2 separate regions of the Gossypium hirsutum genome follow, and region 2 is linked to region 1. The links are chromatin contacts, called in public Hi-C maps. All regions are on one chromosome and are shown on one strand. The core of a region is the stretch at or near the end of the contact, and the rest is flanking DNA. Distances in the headings are between cores, read along the strand shown. Region 1 has its middle 27 kb from the start of LOC107958417. Region 2 has its middle 68 kb from the start of LOC121210719.

Region 1 (6,105 bases), core at 1,852-4,351:
GAGGATTCCACATATTCATTTCAATCGATTTCTCAATTAAATGGACGAAGCATTCCATTCATAATACAAATAGATATGGTGAAAGAGGGTCTCCTTGTCTTACACCACGTGTTGGAGAAAATAGTTGCAAAATTGCACCGTTTCAAAGGACCTGTAGAGTTGAGGTAGAAACGCACTCCATGATGACATTAACTAACAAAGACGGAAACCCTGCATCCATAAGATTATCTCTAAAAAAATCTCATCAAGTTCTATCTAAGCTTTTTCTAAATCTACCTTTAAGGCAGGGGCGAAGCCAAAAATTTTTTTTAGGGGGCAGATGAAATTTTAATTTTTTATAGTTTATATTTTTATAATTTGTAAAGGATTAAATTAAATTTTTATAATTTTAGGGGGGCCAAAGTGTAATTTTACCTTTACTAATTTAAAATTTTTAAAAAATTTCAAGAACCTAAAATAAAATTTTTCATTTTAAGGGGGGCCGGGGCCCATGCCAGCCCCCCGGCTGCGCTCCTGCTTTAAGGCCATCCAACAATTCCTCCCTTTAATTATCTTCATGGCTTGAATAGCTTTTTGCGTAATAATTATATTATTAGAAATATTCCTAAAGCTTGCTTGGTTCTGTTTAAGTATACTTTCCATGATCGGATGAAGTCTATTCACTATATTTTTAGTGATAATTTTATATAAAATCGTACATAAATTGATTGACTGAAACTGAGAAATGATCTTAGATCCTTGAATCTTCGGAATCAACACAATCAAAGTTTTGTTAATCTTTCGATCTAGCCTATGCCCTTCAAGAACCTTCCGAAGCATCGAACAAACAAATTCCCTAATAATATCCCATTGTGACTGATAAAACTTCGCATGATAACCATCAATACCCGGTGCTTTCAGATGTGCCATACTAAATACTGCTCGTCTTATTTCTTCATCGCTAGCCACTACTAACAAAATTTCTCGGTCATAGATAGAAATAACAAGCATACCTCTGCACGAAAACGTCCCTATTACAGGTGTCTCTGCTTTGTAAAGATTTTTGGAAAAAAATCAACTGCATGTTGTTTTAACACTTCATCATCGAAACACCATCGCCCCTCATCTATTTTAAGGCCCTCAACTTTGTTAGCTCTCCGTCTCGCCATCGTTCGACCATGAAAATACTTTGTGTTTCTATCATCATTCTCTAACCAAGCAGTACGTGACTTTTGGAACCAAAGAAGTTCCTCATGATTTAACAAATCATCAATTTCTCCTCGTATTTTAGCCTCCCTTGAGACCAAGTGTGATGATCGCCTAACCTCCAAAATCCTTTGAACTCTACTAAGCTCCGACACCAGGTCTTTCTTTCGAGTATAAATGTTCCCATAGACCTTATTCCAGTTCTGTAACACCGCCATGAGTTGATCCAAATTCGAATCTACCTCAAGATCACTCCTCGAATGTGTGTTAAGAATGTACCTAAATTCTAAATGAAGTAGCCAACTTGCAAAAAATCTGAACGGTCGTTGACCACCACATTATTTTCTGATCTAAAAGCCACTAAGATCGGTCGTAAGATTTTAATCTCTGTAGATGTCGAACTGAATAGTTTGGTGCAAAATCCTTCCATTTCGAATTGCATAGAGCCTTATCCAAACGCTGAAACAAATTCCCTCTATTCCATGTGAATCAAGGCCCCCAAAACCCCATATCCTAGAGTCTATGATTGAAAACAACACCTTGAAATAAATCACAACCAAATACCACACGAGCTGCACCTTCTTTCCTGTTCGAACTATCCAAAATCGAATTAAAATCACTCGCTATAAGCCAAGGCTCATTAACAGATTCAACAATTAGGTCCAGAACCTTAGCTTGAGGACTCGCGTAAACTGCTGAACACATGAAACTAGTCGCTCCTTTCTTGCTACAAACTCTTATGTGGATCACTTGAGCATGTAGATGGATGGTTTCCATATGTATGTTATCATTCCATAAAAGTCAAATAACCCTAACAAAACCAATAGATTCAATTCGAAATGAATTTTGATATCCCAGTCTCCCAATTCTATCATCAGCTTTATTTCCACTGATCTGGGTTTCCACAAGACAAAATAAATCAATATTAAAATCTCGCATGTATTCCCTCACAAAATTATGAAACCTAGGATCACCAGTACGCATGCAATTCCAAAACATTAATCTTGTGTCCATAAAAAAATATAATGGTAACAAGTCAACGAAAAACAAATCAAATTAGCAGTTAACTTCTGCTTGCCCGCCCACGGTTTCAGCCAAATCCTCAACCACCATTGCTTCTTCACTAGCTTGTTGTCGTGCTTAATGTTATCAATAATCTCTCTCATGACTGTTCCGAGCTCTACCAAGGACTATTCTGAACCCCTGAACTCCATTTCTGCCGGTCTTGTTTGCGCCAACTCATCCACTAGTGTCGACCTCTGATCCATGCTTTCACTGACCATGCTTGACTCACCGAAGTTGAAGTTTACAGAATCGACCCCAAGCCCCGAAGTAGTCTGCCTTGCCTGAATAATTCTCACTGCTTTGTTCTTTTTACCATCTAAAAGGGCCTTGATTTGGACAGCCTGAAATCCAAATGGGTTCTCACCAGCCAATTCTAAAACCTTACCCATTTTTGCCCCATCATCCAAACCTTTTCGGCATTTCCCTAACAATAGCCCACCAGAGTTAGTAATGGGTTTCAAAACTTTAAGACTCACTTTTGGCCCACTTCTTCTTTGGTTTCACTTAGAGCAACAAAATGAATTGCATCACTTTGGACTTGCAACCATGTGGATATGAGTTTCGCATCTAAAAAATATAAGATTGTAAAGTACTATAAATAAATGTGATTTCTCTACTTTTAAATTATTCTAAAAATTGTCATTCTTTCATAAGATTATTTTCATTTTTTTTTTGCAGTAAAATATATTTGGTTGTGTGTAATTTGTTGAACTTAAATCCCTCTAAGTTTTTTTTGGAATTAAAACTTATAAATCTTTAGTATAATAATTTGCTCTCTTCTACTCCATACGCACAATAGATATAAAATCTGCTAGAATAGATGACTCTATACGCACAGCAGATATAAGATGTGCTAGAATAGATGATGACTAGAATAGATGATGATTGATGCGACCAAGAGCGAAGCTGGGGGGAGGGGGGAGCTGGCATGGCCCCGCCCCCCTAAAATGTAAATTTATTCTTTTAGTCTTTAAAATTTTTTTAAAAATTTTAAATTAGTAAATGTAAAATTACACTTTGGCCCCTCTTAAAATTATAAAAATTTGATTTAATCTTTTACAAATAATAAAAATATAAACTATAAAAAATTAAAATTTTATCTGACCCCCTCTAAATATTTATTCTGAATTTGCCCCGGATGCGACAAAACTAATTGGTTTGGATCTGGAGGGAAAAGCAAGTGTGGGTTGGTGATAGCTGAGACGCCAAGATGTTGGTCACCTATGTGTGAATATTGACATGGGCGATTTCAACCATAGTTTCGAAAAGGTTAAGAACATGATAATTTTTACATTTGATTGAAAATTGTTTTTCATTTGTTAATTGATGTTTGCTTTATTAGTAAGAGGTTGGTATTAAAGTTTCTTCAAAAGTATATATGAGTAGCCAAAGTTAATATCTTTTTAGAGTAATTATTATTACTAAAATTATATATTCATAATTTACTAAAATAATCTTAAATAAGAAATTAGAGAATGAATTTAAATTAATCAATTAATGCTGCAACTTTTTGTTTACTTGTATCTAAATTATAAATATATTTATTCTTTAAATTCCAAAAACTAATTTTAGTATCACTATAAAATCCATATATATTTCTATTGGTTTATAAGGATTGTTATATATTATATTCAATAGTATCGATGATATAAAAATTTGATTTAATTAAAATAATGAAAAATTATCATAGAATGATAGTATATATATATATATCCATTATAACTCTAAATCAAAATAAAAGTTGGTAACTATGGTTTTTCAATATATTGCTAATTATGACTTCAGCTTTTTAATACATTTTAATTAATATCTTTTTATTTATTCATTTATTTTAAACAATTTTATTATAAATTTTGATTATATTTATCTTTTTTAAAATAATTAATGTACTTCGACGCATTCAAATCTATGCCAATCGAATTAAGACTCAATCGATTAATTCTTATTATTAACAGTGATTTTTTTCTCAATTACCTACCAATATTTAATGCATTTTTTCATATTATCCATAATTATGACTTTTGCAATTGATTACTTATATTTATTGCAAATTTTTACTATTATATATAAATATAAATATAGATATAGATATATAGATTAATAATAAAAAAGTAAATATATATAATATTTTTTCACAAAATATTTAATTTGTGATTATTAAGTTATAAAATATTTTTTATATTATCTAAAATACTTCTATTAACTCTTAAAGTTGTTTTAAGAGTTGGTTTTATATAATATAAAGATTAATAAATTGCATGGGAAGTTTGCCGCATAGGCTGACCAATCATGTGGATTGGAATTAGAATTTTTAGGTCACAGGTTAATTTCGATTTAGGTCCTTCATAATTTGATAGTCTTATGCTTTAGTCCTCATTTGCTTCAATTTAATATTTTATAATTCAGTTTGATCTTAAATTCATTCAATTTATAATTCCTGGATTTTTTTTAAATTCAATTATGTTTATCTATCTATATATCTATATTTTTATGTTTGAATTGTTTTTCATATGGTTGTAATTAGTGATTAATTATTTTATTAAACTTTTAAATGTATTAATAAATTTATACACACATGAAACTTGTGCATCACACTGGAAAGAAAATTAGTTATCAAATATTTAAAAGTTAAAAATATAAATTATTTATAAGTTCTAAAACATTAAATTTTTAAAAAATAAAAAATAAAAATTAAAAAATATAAAATATATTTTAGATAGATGATTAAAAGTACAAAAAAAACATAGAATCTATAACGTTGTTTGATAAAATAAAAAATAGGGTTAAAATGAATGTTATAAATATTGAATTTATATTATAAACCTAATTTTATATTAGTAAAATTAAAAGTTAATTGCATTATACATCTCAAACTATAATTTTTATTCTAAATTGATCCCTAAACTTTAAAATATTTTAATTACATCTCTAAACTATCGAGATTATATCAATATGATCCTTCCATTACTAAAATCATCAATTTTACTGTTAAATGAGATATCAAATTTTATATGATATAGTTTAAAATGAAGAGTTAAAAGAAATAAATATTGAAAAATGGGTGTTGTAAAAATTTTAGTTTTAAGATTTTCGAAATTTTTGCAAAAGCTTTATTGTCCACTCTCTTTTTTGTTTTAGGATGTTTGGTGTAATTGACTCTAAAAGTAAATGTTAAATATAATAATGCATTTCCTAAATATAATTAATATGAGAGGGTGAGGAAGAACCTAGCAGTCACTAATGGCTGTTTGTTGCATGGGGGTGGTCAAGAGACAATTCTTCATGTTTTCCGTGACTTCTTTGCGACCAAGGTATGGAGACTGGTTATTTCACCACATTTGCTCTCCTATTTTTTTTTTATGTTGATTTGCTGAATTGGGTGATTGCAAATTTGAGTGGTGAATTTGGTGATAATAAATTTAATGTTCCAAAATTTGTTCTCTTGTGTTGGATGTTATGGAAGAATAGAAATTGTTTTATTTTTCAGCAAATCACAAGTAGCCCTAAGGAGATTATAGGGAGGGCAGATTGTTTTGTTGCTAATATTAGGGAGGCCATGACAAAAGGTGATTTAGTGAATGGGAGGCGTGAAGAGGGGTTCAAATGGAGTTCTCCGAGTCATGGTTGGGAAAAGATTAATGTTGATGGGTCCACAAGTATGGTTGATAATTGGTCGGCAGTTGGAGGAGTTATACAAGACTCATTGGCAAATTAGAAGGAAGGCTTCAGGAAACAATTGGGTAGATGTTCTATTTTCAACACTGAATTATGGGCTATTCTTTGTGGACTTGAGGTTGCTAGGCTAAGAAATTATAGGAAAGTCATCGTGCAAAGTGATTGTTTGGAGGCAGTGAA
Region 2 (6,087 bases), core at 1,575-4,074, 44 kb after region 1:
TTTCTAAATGAGAATGAAGCAATACTTGAGTTTTCCAAATGAGAATTAAATGAAATAACAACAATTTAGGATTTTCCCATTTGCCAGTCCAAAGTGATAGTCATCCTGTCAAGCTATGAAAATTGAAGGTTAAATTTATAGTTAAATTTAATTTATAAATGGATTTAACGAAAAATGTTAATCAAAATATTGAAAATAGCAATTCAAAAAGTAAAATAACGAATTTTGAATAAATAAAAGTAAATGGACTTTTTATGGTACAATGTCAAGTTATAAATTGGGGAGGAGAGAATTATATCAACAAAGTTTGAACCTTGACCATTGAACTATCAATAAAATGACTTAATCATTTATTTTCCTATGTCATTGATAAATACATAGTCATAAAATTTAACCTATTAAAAATTATTTATTTCAATACATAGTCATAAAATTTAACCTAATAAAAATTATTTATTTCATAATTTTTAGTCTTATTAATATAATATTTTATAGCCTTAAAATTTTAAAAATCCTTTTTAAAATAATTAATAAATCAATTAAGCTTGTAATAAAAAATTACACTCAATTAAAACAATCAATTGAATACCTAAAAGGTAATTTTTCATCAAAGCCCTTAATGAGCCATTAAGTGATAATGATGTAGCTAATGTGACAACTTAATTGTTTTTTAAATTATATTATGAGGGGTTTTAAGTCTAAAAATATTAACAAAACTACAAATTTTTAAATAATTAAAAAGTTACAGAAAACCAAAAAAAATGAAAAATATTAGAAAAATATTTTGAGAAATATGAAAAATATTAGAAAAATTATTATAAAAGGTAAAAAAGTTGTAGAAAGTTATATTAAAATTATTAAAATGATAAAAAAATATAAAAAAAAATTCATTTTGATTTTGTTAATAAGGCATGAGGAATTTAAAATGTGATGGTGGTCAAACTTACATGGGATATCGAGTGTTGAGTCACTAGAGTGATAGATAATGGTTTAGGTTGAGGAGATGCGATGCAAGTGGAGTTAATAAATGACTAGGATGGATGGAGTTGTGATACAAGGGAATGTGAAGGAAAACAAAAAAGCAATAGCAATTTTTATTTATTTATAATATTTTATAAATTTTATTTTAGTTTTTTTATAATTTTTCTATATAATTTATTTATTTTTATAACAATTATAGAAAAATAAAAATTATTAAAAGTTTTAAAAACTATTAGAATTTATTAAAATACTATAAAAATTATGAACCTTATAGAAAATTTTAAAATTTTAAAAATTATTAGAAATTTATAATATATAGAATTTTCTAAAAAATAAAAAATATAAATTACTTATCATTTTATAAAATTTTAATAATTTTATTTTGTAACATTTCAATAATTTTTATTAATTTATTATTTAAAAAATTTAATATAATTTTCTATAACTTTTTTTTATAGTTTTATAAATTTCTATAATTTCTCTAATTTTTATAACTTTTATGCTAAAAAACGCTTCCAAATAGTTTTAAAAAAACTCAATTAACCTCTCTTAAGATAATTTAAAAAATGCAATGACATCTTGAATGACAAAGGTTGTGGATTCCTCTGTTGAGATCATTGGTGAGGAAGATGACGGTGGCCTACCTGATGATCTTTCTACTAAAAAGGTCCATCTTAAGGAGCAGCAGATGGCTTCAGACTTATCAATTATGGTTGATTTGGATCCTACACCGACAGTGACTTGGAAAGATAAGCTCTTGGGAGGGTCATCAACCAAGGGAGGGCTGACTGAAATACTAAAGTTGGGCAGGGAGTCTGATCTGGAATTTGTTGAGGGAGATATCAAGAAATTGGATATTAACAGAACTTCATCAATTGATTTTTTTGAAAATGTTAACCAGCTACTAGTTAAGGATATGGCTTTGACGGTCGTGATTAAGCTACTTGGCCAGAATATTGGATTTACGACTCTCCAAAACAGAATATCCAACTTGTGGAGACCTTGGATGCTTTTTCACCTAATAGACATTGAAAATAGATATTATTTAGTTAAATTCCAAAGCAAAGATGATTATGATAGAGTTTTGAACTAAGAAAATTGGATTGTTTTTGGCTAGTACCTAACGATCCAGCCTTGGTCAACGAACCTTGACCCTGCAAAACCATACCTGAGCTTGGTTAAGTTTTGGATTCGCCTCCCTGGTCTTCCGGGTCACTTGTATAACTGGAAAATTCTATTGGAGATTAGAGAATTGGTGGGGAAAGTTGTGGGGTTGGATTTTAATACTGATAATAGGGCTAGGGGTAGGTTCGCTCGGATGGTCGTGTTTGTCAATCTAGATAAATCCCTGATTTCTCAGATTCTGATCAATGGCATTCTCCAACACATTGAGTACGAATCTTTGTCGGTGGTGTGCTTTACTTGCGATCGGTACAACCATGGAAATGAGTTGTGTCCAACTGCTAAAATGGTTGTGGTGGAAGAGGGAGAGCAATCTGCTGGAGTTAGAATCGGAGAATCCGATGCGGCAATAGGGTCAACAAATAGGGAGGTTGATTCGGTGAACTATGGCCCTTGGGTGTTGGTGGAGAAGAAATCAAGGAAAATATCCAGGGAAGATCGGGGTTTTAGAGCCAGAAATTGGGGAATAGATCTAGTGGATCTCATTTCAAAGTCCTATCCATCAAGGGAAATGGTGAAAGCAAAGGGGCTGGGGAGAAAACTTAAGGGACAGAGGATAAAAGATTTGGATGAAGAAATATCTGGGATCATTAATAAGGGTAGGAAAGTTGGGCTGGAGCTAGGGTCCAATGGCTTTTTGGACAAAGGTAAAAATGGTGGGAAGTTGGACCGAAGTCTTTTTGGTGGACGAGTTTATAACAGCGTGGAAGGGGCTGTTCCATCAGCTAAAGCCCAAGTTAAAAAAACCCATCCAACTGAATGGTACCGGGAAAATAAGCTCTTCAAGTTCGGCGATGACCCAAAAAGAAAATAGAGATTTTTTGGATGGGATAGATTCTGATGGGTTGAATAATTTAGAGAAAGCCCATTTGAATTTAGGCCAAGGTACTCTTAATTCTATTTTAGATTGTGGGGGAGTTTTCGGTCAGGGGTTTCTACAAATGCGAATGGTAGGAACCCTTCTTCCGATGTTCCAAGTGTGAATTTTTCACACTATAATCTAACCTTTGAAGGACCTATTGAAATGGAGGTAGGGGTTAAAGATGGACTGCTTGATCTCGAAAAACATATTACGGTGGTTTCCAAAGAGAATCGAGACTCGATTCTTGTTGTTTCTATTGCTGGTAGTGTAACACCCTAACCCGTATTCGTCACTAGAGTAGGGTTACGGAGCATTACTGGAGTTTACGTTACAAAATAAAAATTTTAAAACATTCAATTCACTACATCAATCATAGCAAAATCAATCAATAACATACATATTGTCCATTATACGAGCCCTCGAGGCCCTAAAAACACATTAGAAACAAGTTGGGACTAAATCGAAAACATATAGAATTTTTCAAGAAAAAGTGAAAATTTTCAAAACTACAAAGGTCACACAGCCGTGTGGCCAGGCCGTGTGACTCACACAGTTGAGATGTAAAACCCCGAATTCTGGGTTAGAAGTTTTAAGGTTTGTGGCTATGGTCAATGAGTAGGTTGTGCTATTGTTTTTAGTTGTGCGTTGAAATGACAGAATGAGTTTGTTGGTCTGGTGGTTTGTTATGTGTTAATTTGCCTCTGGGTTCTAGGTTTGAGTCCTTGGGTTTGCGTTTTAAGTGATATGTTTTTATTTTATTAAATAGTAAACTGGTTTTAAGTTTTTAATTAATAACTAGTTTTATTATTAAGATTACTTTTATTTTTCTTTTTTTCTTTTTTTGATTACTGCTTGTTTTTCACGTTCTCCTCTCCCTTTCCCTCTCCCTGGTTTTTTTTCTCTTCTTTTTTTTTGGGAAAGGATTTTTGCTTACGGATTTTGGAGAGTTTGTTTTCCTTGTTGTCGAGTCAGTGTTGGGACATCATTAATCGCAAATCATGTGTGGGTTTCGAAACTCTTTTAATTTATATGCGAATGGTTGATTCAATTCTGTGGTATTCTGTAATTTCGCGTGTGATCTTAGACTCTTTCTTTTTGAATCAAATCGTCGATTTGCTTGTGTGAAATTTGACATAGTTGTGTGTTTTGGAAGTGACAAATCGAAGGGTCAATTTCTGTGAAACGGTTTGAATTTGGGTGCGTTTTTTGTACAGTTCTAAATTATTAAGGGCTGGGAGGTAGTTTCAGTAATGGACGCTTGTTCTACAACTTGTTTTAGGGTGGTTTTGTGACCACACGGGTGGCCACACAAGCGTGTGCCTCCACACGGGCGGTCCACACGGTCGTGTACAGTTAGGAATTAGGGTTTTTGAGCAAAATTTGGTGCCACATGGTTTGGTCACACGACCATGTGGTCGATTTAGGGATTTTTGTCAATCCACACGGCCGTGTCCCTTGGGCACACGGGCGTGTGTAACAACCCGATTTAGACCCTAATCAGAACGGTGGTTTCGGGACCACGAATCCGAGTCAGAAAAATATTTAAAAATTATTTTCTGTTTTTATTTGTGTGACTTTATATCTGTGAAATTTTCGTGATTTAATTTCGTCGTTTAGGTGTCCGATTAAATAAAAGGACTTAATTGCGTAAATTTAAAATTTGATGGTTTTAAGTATAAGGGTCAAATTGATGTTGGCTTATTGAATGAGAGACTTTAAGTTGTAAATAGGCCATTATTAAAATGGGTGGACGGTAATGGGCAATAAAATAATGTTTTACACTAAGGTTAAAAAAAATATAATAAAATAATGTTAAGTTATTATATATTATATAACATAAAAATAAATTAAGTTATGTTCATATATTATCATCCACCGAAACCATGAATAAGAAAGAAAAAGAAAAAGAACTAGGGTTTGGCCATCTTGCAAGCTAAATTAAAGGTTCGTTCTTTATCGGTTTTTGATAATTTCTACGTTTTTGAGATCGTTGCTTCGAGTACTACAAAACCCATGCTTGAATTTTTTATTTTGATGAATATTTTGAGTTGTGCCATTATTGATAGCTTGTGATTTTTGTTGTTTGATGATGAAAAATGAAAGATATGTTTTAGATTAACACATTTTGTATTGGAGTTTTTGATGATTTTGAGTAATTAGGACTTAATTGCAAAATAATAATTTGAGGGACTAAAATGTGAAATTGATAAAATATGTGGACTTGTATAAGCATGGGTACTAATCGACCTAACTTGGGTGTTGTGAAATTTTGTGTATTTTGTGTTTTGTACAATAGGGACTAAATTGTAAAAATTGTAAATGTTAGGGGTAAAATGGTAATTTTCCTATTTATGTGTTTTTAGACTAAATTGAATGAAAATATATTTGAATGAGCTTAATTTGAATATGTTTAGATCAAGAACTAAAAAAATTGGATTTGGATCGGGGAAAGAGAAAAGTTGTCGACTAGCTGTCCGATTCCGTCTTACGACGTCTGAGGTAAGTTTATAAACAAATAAACGAATTTAATTTTAGTTAAATGCTAGAGATACTTGCTGTTATCAAATGTGTGAATTTATAATTACTAAAGCCGAATGTGAAAATGATGGATTACTACATTTTCGAATTCGTCTCGACCGAGTTATGATGTCCGAAAGCCCTGTATGAACCTTAGGAATAGTTAGGATACATATGTCATGACATAGGATTCTAACATCTGTGTTTGAGTAAGACCATGGCATCGATATGTGATTTCGATATTTGTTTACAAGTAAGACCCTGTCTGGGATAGTGGCATCGATATGTGTGTGATAATTCGAGTGTCCTACTCAATTTCGAATGGTTCATCGGGCATGAATAAGTTGTGAATAAATATGAAATGTGAGCTTAACGGTCAGGTATGTAATAATCTATTATTTATAGAAACAAGGTAAGCAAGCTAAGTTATTTATGTTACAAGTTGTATATGAACTTATTAGTGAACATGTATGGGTATAATATATAATTTCAATTTGAAGATGAGTAACTTAAGTTTTATTAAAAAGGTTTTTAACTATGTATAT

What was found. A called contact is a pair of places that touch in the nucleus more often than the background predicts.
Region 2: a Hi-C map of fibers shows a contact between it and region 1, with 2.4 times the contacts expected there. The contact joins two enhancer-like sites. A contact is called at or near these places in 13 of 34 Hi-C or Micro-C datasets (anther, callus, cotyledon and 4 more).

What each region holds. Positions count from the first base shown.
Region 1 is chrA11:27,264,775-27,270,879 of Gossypium_hirsutum_v2.1, forward strand. No RefSeq gene overlaps it. Among protein-coding and RNA genes, the nearest start is that of LOC107958417, 27 kb to the left of the region's middle. Within about 2 kb of position 3,102, at least 9 of the 9 cell types and tissues checked have an H3K27ac peak or open chromatin away from gene starts, as enhancers often do. A contact at or near this core is called in cotyledon, fibers, hypocotyl and 1 more, where this site is marked.
Region 2 is chrA11:27,308,912-27,314,998 of Gossypium_hirsutum_v2.1, forward strand. No RefSeq gene overlaps it. Among protein-coding and RNA genes, the nearest start is that of LOC121210719, 68 kb to the right of the region's middle. Within about 2 kb of position 2,825, at least 9 of the 9 cell types and tissues checked have an H3K27ac peak or open chromatin away from gene starts, as enhancers often do. A contact at or near this core is called in cotyledon, fibers, hypocotyl and 1 more, where this site is marked.